2 separate regions of the Mus musculus genome follow, and region 1 is linked to region 2. Evidence: chromatin contacts called from public Hi-C data. All regions are on one chromosome and are shown on one strand. Each heading gives the region's core, a stretch centred on a gene start, on an enhancer-like site or on the middle of the called end of the contact. The rest is flanking DNA. Distances are from core to core; before and after follow the strand shown. Region 1 has its middle 45 kb from the start of Gm43868. Region 2 overlaps Srgap3 (SLIT-ROBO Rho GTPase activating protein 3).

Region 1 (3,503 bases), core at 414-2,913, 76 kb after region 2:
AAAGGACCTCACGTGCCTGGGATGCAGGCTGCCTGGCTGCCCAAAGAGCTAGCCTGAGGCTGCACAAAAAAAAAAAAAAAAAAAACGAGATGGGGGCAGGTGACCCTTGAAGGTTGTGGGGCTAAATATAATCTAAGAATCCTTGTATTTGTCACCCAAAGGACCTTGGGGAGAGGGGCAGAAAAACATGAGTGACCTCTACATCTTTGTCCCCCAGGTTAAGAGCACCTGCTGCTCTTCCAGAGGTTCAAAGTTTGCTTAACAACACCCTCACCAGGCTCCCAGCACACAAAACTCCAGCCCCAAGGGGACCCAACACCCTCTCCGCCTTCCTCAAGCACCCCAACACAGGGGACATATATCCACACAGACACATGCATGTCATAAAAACAACAGAAATAAATCTAGCCTAGTGTGGTAGCACCTGCCTTTAATCCCAGCACTAAGGAAGAAGAGGCAAATGGATTTCTGTGAGCTCAATGCCAGCCTGGTCTAAATAGAGTTTCAGCCTACCCAGTGCTAGGATGAAAATCCTGCTAATAGATAGATAGATAGATAGATAGATAGATAGATAGATAGATAGATTATTTTAAAGGGTTAAGAACCATCACTCTACAGATGGGTGGTCCTGGGATGTGGGTTCGGCAGTCCGGATGATGCCCACACTGTGAGGGGTCCTGCTTACTGTTATTGCCAGTTTCAAAAGAGCAGTAGAATGCAGAAGTAAACAGCTTGAATCTTACAGCTTAATCAGACAGGCCTGACTGTGAGGCACCCTCCTGTCGCTAGGCAGTGACCTGGAGAGATGACTTTGTCATATCTGAGCCTCCTCCATGTGATGGGAACATGCTAAGTACCCACTTCCCTGGGTTGGGCTGCAGGTCCATTGCGAGTATGAGAGCCTAGACTTAACACACAGCATCACTGAAATATGTGACAGGTGTCATAAAAGGATGCTGTAGCAGGAAGACACAGGTGAGGGCCAGTATGGGCAGCCCGGCATCCTCCCAGAAGTTTTTCTGTCCAGGTAGGATGCTGGTGAACCATGATGCTCACCATAAGCACCCGACTGCAGTGAGTGCTTCGTCTATGGCGGCTCCCATGGGATATTTTACTGCCCCAACTTTATGGATGGAATAATGAGACACAAGTTTACTCACAGCCTGTTATCCTGCTGTGAAAAGGGGAAGAGTCATGACAAAGACGGTTTGGTTCCAGGTCCCTTCCCCTAGCTGCACATACACTGCCCCTGAATGCCTCCGGAAGGGGAAGAAATAAAAAGAGCCTGTTCCCTTTCTTGTTCCCAAATACCTTCTCCACCCGTAATAGCAGAAAGTGACAAATGCCTAGGAGAGGAGCACTAGCTCTGCCCACCAGGATCCACTGTGAGGGAAGCCTGCAAGGCAAGATCTAGAAGCGTCTGCAGAGAGCCGAATAAGAGAAGCACTGGGAGGCAGATGAGGCTCAGAATTGAATAAACCCGGACTCCACCTGGTGACGTAGGGTCTCTGAGCCCAGAGACATACTTTCTCAAAATTTTATTTCTCCCTGTCTGAAACAAGGCTTAGACACAATATCCCAGCTAGCTCTACAAGGCTGGGCTGAACTGGTGGGGAAGAGGCTACTGCATGCTGGGAAGTGGGAGGAGGGAGTTGGTCAGAACCTATCCCGGTAAAAGAGCGCCACCTGGTGAGGCACTCTGAGAACATTACTGGTGGCTGCTCTGACCAGATCATTGTAACCCAAGGAAGCCGCTTCTAGTCTCTGAATTTCAGAACTTACAAGGACATCGGAAGCTAGCGATGATGATAATGCCTGCAATTGTTAACTCCTTTACCCACACACATTCTCTTAACCACGCTGTTTCAAAATGGCAATGAGTTGTGAAGAATGCAAAGAATAAGTGGCGATCCTTTGTTCTGGAAATGCTGTTAAGTTACTTATTTTCCCTTAACTTTTGTTTACTTAGGGTTTGGATGGATATTCTTGTTGTTATTTTGAGACAGGGGCTCACTTTATATCTCTGGCTGGGTATAAAGGCTAGGCTGTCCTCAAACTCACAAGAGGTCCTCTGACCTCAGCCTCCCGCGTGCTGGGATTAAAGTCATGCACCATTATGCCTAGCTGTTTGTTTGTTTGTTTGTTTGTTCATTTTAGTTTTTCAAGGCAGGGTTTCTGGCTGTCCTGGAATTTACTCTGTAGACTAGGCTGACCTCGAACTCATAGAGATCCTCCTGCCTCTGTCTCCTAAGTGCTGGGATTAAAGGAGTGCGTCATGCTTGTTTTTAGTAGTAAGCACACAGCATGAGACTTTCCTATATTCAGGCAGGGCGGCACTGACTCCGGCGTGATGTTGTATAGGTCTTAAGAACTCACCCATCCTGAGTAACTTAAACGATACTGAATGCTGCTGATTACATGATTAACCTTGTCCAGAATAATTTATTCTTATGACTTCATTTAGCCCCTCCCCCAAGGAACCACGTGAGTGGAGGAGGAACCAGAAGAGTACAGCACTCACTGCGTCAGCGCCTAAGACTCTGCCGACTTGAAAAGTCCACACTAACACGTGTAATGCGAATTACACTTGATAAACATGCATTTACTAAAGCCGTATGACCACTGCAGGAGAGAGAGGTTGTTCTCACAGTTAGGGAACTGTAAATGTGCTGCGTTTGAATCTTAAATGTCCTTCAAAGGCTCATGTGTTAAACAGTTGGTTCCTGGGCCAAGGTGTTGCTAGGTGTTGCTAGGAGGAGGTAGAACTTCAAGATGTGGAGCCCTAGGGGGAAGCTTTAGGTAATAGGGAAAGGCAAGACCTGAGGGAATTATGGGACTCTGGTCTCTTCGTTTATCTGCACCTGACGTGAAGGGCTCTCTTCTACACTGTGTGTTGCCACTATAATGTGCCACACCACGGGTTCAGAAGTAAGGGGACCAACCATTCACAGACTGAGATTTCCAATCTATGGGCTAAAATACACGGTTCCTTTTGACAGGTTTGTTGTCTCCAGTATCTGTGGCCGCTCTGGAAAGCCGACTACACAAGGTGCTGGGTGCTGAGCATTGGCTGATGTTTAGAGGTGCACCTGACCAAGGGACTGGGGAGTCAGTCTTCATGCTGAGGAAACTATCCATTTGGAAAGAGGCAGAGACATGACTAAGCCCTTTGTAAGATTGACATACAATATGGACGCATCTAGAAGCCAGAAGAGCTGACTTGCTCTACGGAAAGAACTGTCAAAATGGCTATGCCCGGGGTGATTCTGCCCCAAGCATCTGCATCCCTCATGAGGGCTCTGCTCGAAGACTATCTGCCCCATCTTTCCTTTTGACATCTCAGCTCCTTAACAACACCTGTGTCCTGATCTCCTGATAACCAGAGCCCAACAAGGAGCGGAGCAATGGCTGCTAAACAGATATTTATTCAGAAGAGGCCTCTAATTCATCTGTCTTTCCCCCAGTCCTTCCTCTTGTTCCTGGTACCCACACAGATTAGCCCC
Region 2 (3,853 bases), core at 1,116-3,615:
CAGAGGATCCAATGCCCTCTTCTGGCTTCTACGGGTGGTGCATGCATGTGGTGTGCAAACTGCCCATAAAATAAATAAATAGATAAACTTTTTAAAAGTCAAGAAAAGCAAAATGAGAAATCAGACTCAAATAATGATTCACACACACACACACACACACACACAGACAATCCAAAATGGCTACCACACAGCTAACCTGTGGACAGTCAGATAAGTTGACCTATGTCTATATTTGAAACAATCAGACCACTTCTTTAATGACAAGCCTGAGAACGCTGCAAGAACTGACTATACCAGGCAGTGTTAGAAGGTGCCCCAAGAACTTCAAAATCCTAAGCTGAACAATTTTGGTCTAAAAATTAAAGAGATAGACACAGACAGAAGTCCAGTCCTTTCCATCATGGAGCAGAAAAGCTGACTAACAAGACTGAGGTAGGCCTCGCCCCCACTGGACTTCTGCTCTGGATTAAGTTCCTGTGATTGCTGCCACCAGATTCCAAATCTTCCCAACTCAAGCCAACTCTTCCTTAGCCACTCCCAGATCCCGGCAGCTTTAAGACAGGCTCCGAAGCCAGACTGGATGGCTCTTAGAGGGGGCGGCACTTGAGCAGAAACACCCTATCTCAGTTCTTCTCCTTCTCATGTCGCACTTGAGACACCAGACGTGGGGACAGGTGTCCTATACACCTCATGATGTAGGCATTGCTGATTATATCACTGGCCATTGGTGAACAACCCCACTCCTCTTTCTCTCTGGAAGGTTTAAAAAGGATGGAACTAAAAGTCTTAACCCTCTAACCTGGCCTGGGATAAGATGTCTATGCAAGACTCCTTTCTGATCCAGCAGCCAGCCTAGACCTACCAAAAGACCCAGACATCAGATAACTTATTAGCATACAAAAAATCCTTTGAAAATTCCAAGGATTTTAGAAGTTATAAGCCAGGAAAGAGACAAAGGCCAAATATATACATCTCATTATCACAGTACTTTGTGTGAAATCTGGAGCCTTTAAGCAGAAGCTCCACATACACCCCCACCCCTGTCAGCCCAGTATCTGCTTGAGAGCAACTACATCAAGGCTCTCTAGTCCTAGTACCCTAACCCCTACTAGCTACAGACTCTCAGAGCAAGGACACTCTGCCAGCCCTGCTAAATGGAAGACCACCATCTATGTACAAATGGATAGAGGGATTTGTTGCCAAAGAGGATGCCAGTGTTCTGCACATCTCCAGACCAGCCCCACCGCACACAAGTCCTAAGGATGAAGAGTTGGGTCAATCTAGGAATAAATATTGAGTGCTTTGGAGCCACTCCAAGAATACATGGGATTATTATCTTGAGATGAAATCACTAGGAATTGGTTGTATAGAAGCCACTGAGTTGATTCAGGAGCAGCTAGACGGGCACCCCTCCTCAATGGACTCCCTGCTCCCCACACCATTGAGCAGACAAGCCACTACAGTTAAGGATGGCTCCCTAAATGGGTCCCACACTCCCCAAACTGATCCTGATGCTGTACAGTGGCTACCATGTAAAGTCCAACAGGTACAACGGGTCACATAAGTGGGTAGAGAACGACAGCCAAGCGAGAGCTCAAGTCATGTGGCACCCAACCCTGGCTGAAGCTACCACGCAGCAGTGCCAGGCCAGCGCTGCCAGACCCCTGACTCTTTACAAAGGTGCCGGAAGGCCAGATTTTATGTGAAATCTTCTCAGTTTTACATGTTGGCATCAAATTCGCATTTTTAAAAGACACAGCCTAGGCCAAATAAAACATCTGAGTCTGCACTTGGCCCACGTGCTGTCTGACTCAAAGCTCGCCTAGGAGTCCGGTTTGTAAAAATTACCAGTAATGTATAAAACAGCTCCTGTCCTCTGCATCTCCGGGAAGACTGACAAGCATCCGGAAGTCAGGTAGGGGTGGAGAGAGGACAGTGACTGCCATTGTCTAAATTACTTGGTGAGAAACAGTCGTTTGTGTTCCCATTTTGGCCACACAGCTGCTTCTAGTCAGCCTCTTCAACTCATCCTGCTTCTTCTCCCACTGAGAGCAAGACTCGCAGGCTTGCTAGAGGAAAGGCTTGCCTCTGCTGAGCGGCTCAGGTTTGAACAGCAACCTTCCATGTCACCTAGAACAAATACCCCTCTGAAGCCTCAGTCCCCCACGGTGACAATCTTGGGCAGGGGCATCTCACTGAGCCTCAAACACCTCCTACCCAGGAGAGATCAAGGCTTACTGAGGCCGCCTGCCTGTCTCTTCAAAACAGCTCTAACTGTTAGAAAGATCTTGCAGACACTAGACTTCTATAAACACAGCCCCAGATCAGATTGGGTTTGCTGGCAGCTGCTCCTTGTGACTCACACTGAAAGTCACAGTCAAGTCGAACCTTGAGTCTTTTGCACAAGGACTGTCGCTGAGCCCATCGCTCCACGCTCTATGGCTTGCACTGGACCAGAGGGATTTTTCAGACACAAGGGAGAGACTTTTCCACGTTTTCCTTATTAAATTTCAGCCCACCTACATGCTGCAATGAGGAGGCCCTCTTGCTCACAGGTACAAGCGGAGCACATTTTAAGAGGACCAAGCCCCTGCCACCACCCTGCAGATTCTTGAGGACGAGGCTCTGCATTTGTGATACTTCTAATTGATAACACAGATGGTACGGTGGACCCCTGCCAGTAAACACAACCTTCTCTCTACTTCTCCCAAGCCCTCTGCAGGAGATCATATTTATGGAGTGTTGACTCCAGGTTGATCCATTCCTCCAAGATCAAAGACCTCAGATATCCCAAAGAGCTAAGCAGACAGCAAGGAGTGAGACAGGTCAGTGGACACTTCCCAGTGCCTGGGAAGGGGACGGCCACTATTCTTCCCTCGAAGAATGATATTCTTACTTTGTGTGAAATGCCAAAAGTCTGGATTTTTATGTGAACGCTCCTTTTTTCTTCTCTCTCTCTCTCTTTTTAAAGAAACCCTCTTGGTTTTTAAAGGTTGGAAGTGAATCAGTTTCTGTAAGTGCTACGAAGCCAAAGAAAATATGCTGGTGAGTCTAACTTGCCTGCAATCTGCCACGGCTGCTGTAACTATTCTAAATTTCATTCTTGGATCCAATCAAGCCCTGAAAATCTGGGTATGAACAATAACAGAGTATTCTCAGCTAGTATGACCTGTGCTGCAGACACTAGATAAGAACTGAACCTGGACCGTATTATCTAATCCTCACAAAAGTCCACTGAGGTAACCATGGAATGGGGGAAGACACTAAGGCAGAGAGAGAGAAAATGGACTTGACTAAGGTCAAGAAAGAACTAATGGGCGAATCTGGGATTCAGTCTAAGGTCTCTCTGATTTGAGAGTCCATTGCAGAGTTCTTGGACCAGGCTGTGCAGAATTGTTCTGTTTCTAGTTCAATGGTAAGCAATTGTCACCTTACGTTGAATTTTAATTATCAAAAACATATCACAGGAGCTGGAAAGATAGCTCAGTCAATATAGTGCTTGTCGTGAAAGCATGAGTTCACTTCTCAGCACCTCTGTAAGCTAAGCATGGCAACATAGAGCTGTAATCTTCCCGGAGGGGAAGCAAAGACAGGAGGCACTCCAGGGCTTATTGGATAGGCATCTAACCAAAAAGGTGAGCTCTAGATTCAGTGAGAGACTATGTCTAAAAAATTAGGTAGAGTGATTAAAGATATCTATCTCAAGCTCAAGCTCCCCCCCCCACACACACACACAAATAAAACTATATTATGATTAAGGACACTATCCACCATATCTTTAGGTCCTCAGTGACCTCCAGCAGCTTCAGGTACATCCCCAAACCTCCTCAATGATAAATCGTTGGCTAACAGT

The links. Hi-C and Micro-C count contacts between places; a contact is called where the count stands out from the background.
Region 1: a contact with region 2 is called in a Hi-C map of cerebral cortex, with 4 times the contacts expected there. The contact joins two enhancer-like sites. A contact is called at or near these places in 9 of 484 Hi-C or Micro-C datasets (the HPC-7 cell line, LSK cells, cerebral cortex and 6 more) and 3 of 115 datasets of contacts at active chromatin or transcription factors (SST interneurons, embryonic stem cells and microglia).

The regions. Positions count from the first base shown.
Region 1 is chr6:112,999,433-113,002,935 of GRCm38.p6, forward strand. No RefSeq gene overlaps it. Among named protein-coding and RNA genes, the nearest start is that of Gm43868, 45 kb to the right of the region's middle. Within about 2 kb of position 1,664, at least 68 of the 459 cell types and tissues checked have an H3K27ac peak or open chromatin away from gene starts, as enhancers often do. A contact at or near this core is called in SST interneurons, cerebral cortex, cortical neurons and 2 more, where this site is marked.
Region 2 is chr6:112,923,151-112,927,003 of GRCm38.p6, forward strand. The region is part of intron 1 of Srgap3 (SLIT-ROBO Rho GTPase activating protein 3); the gene reads right to left. Among named protein-coding and RNA genes, the nearest start is that of Srgap3, 22 kb to the right of the region's middle. Within about 2 kb of position 2,366, at least 65 of the 459 cell types and tissues checked have an H3K27ac peak or open chromatin away from gene starts, as enhancers often do. A contact at or near this core is called in SST interneurons, cerebral cortex, cortical neurons and 2 more, where this site is marked.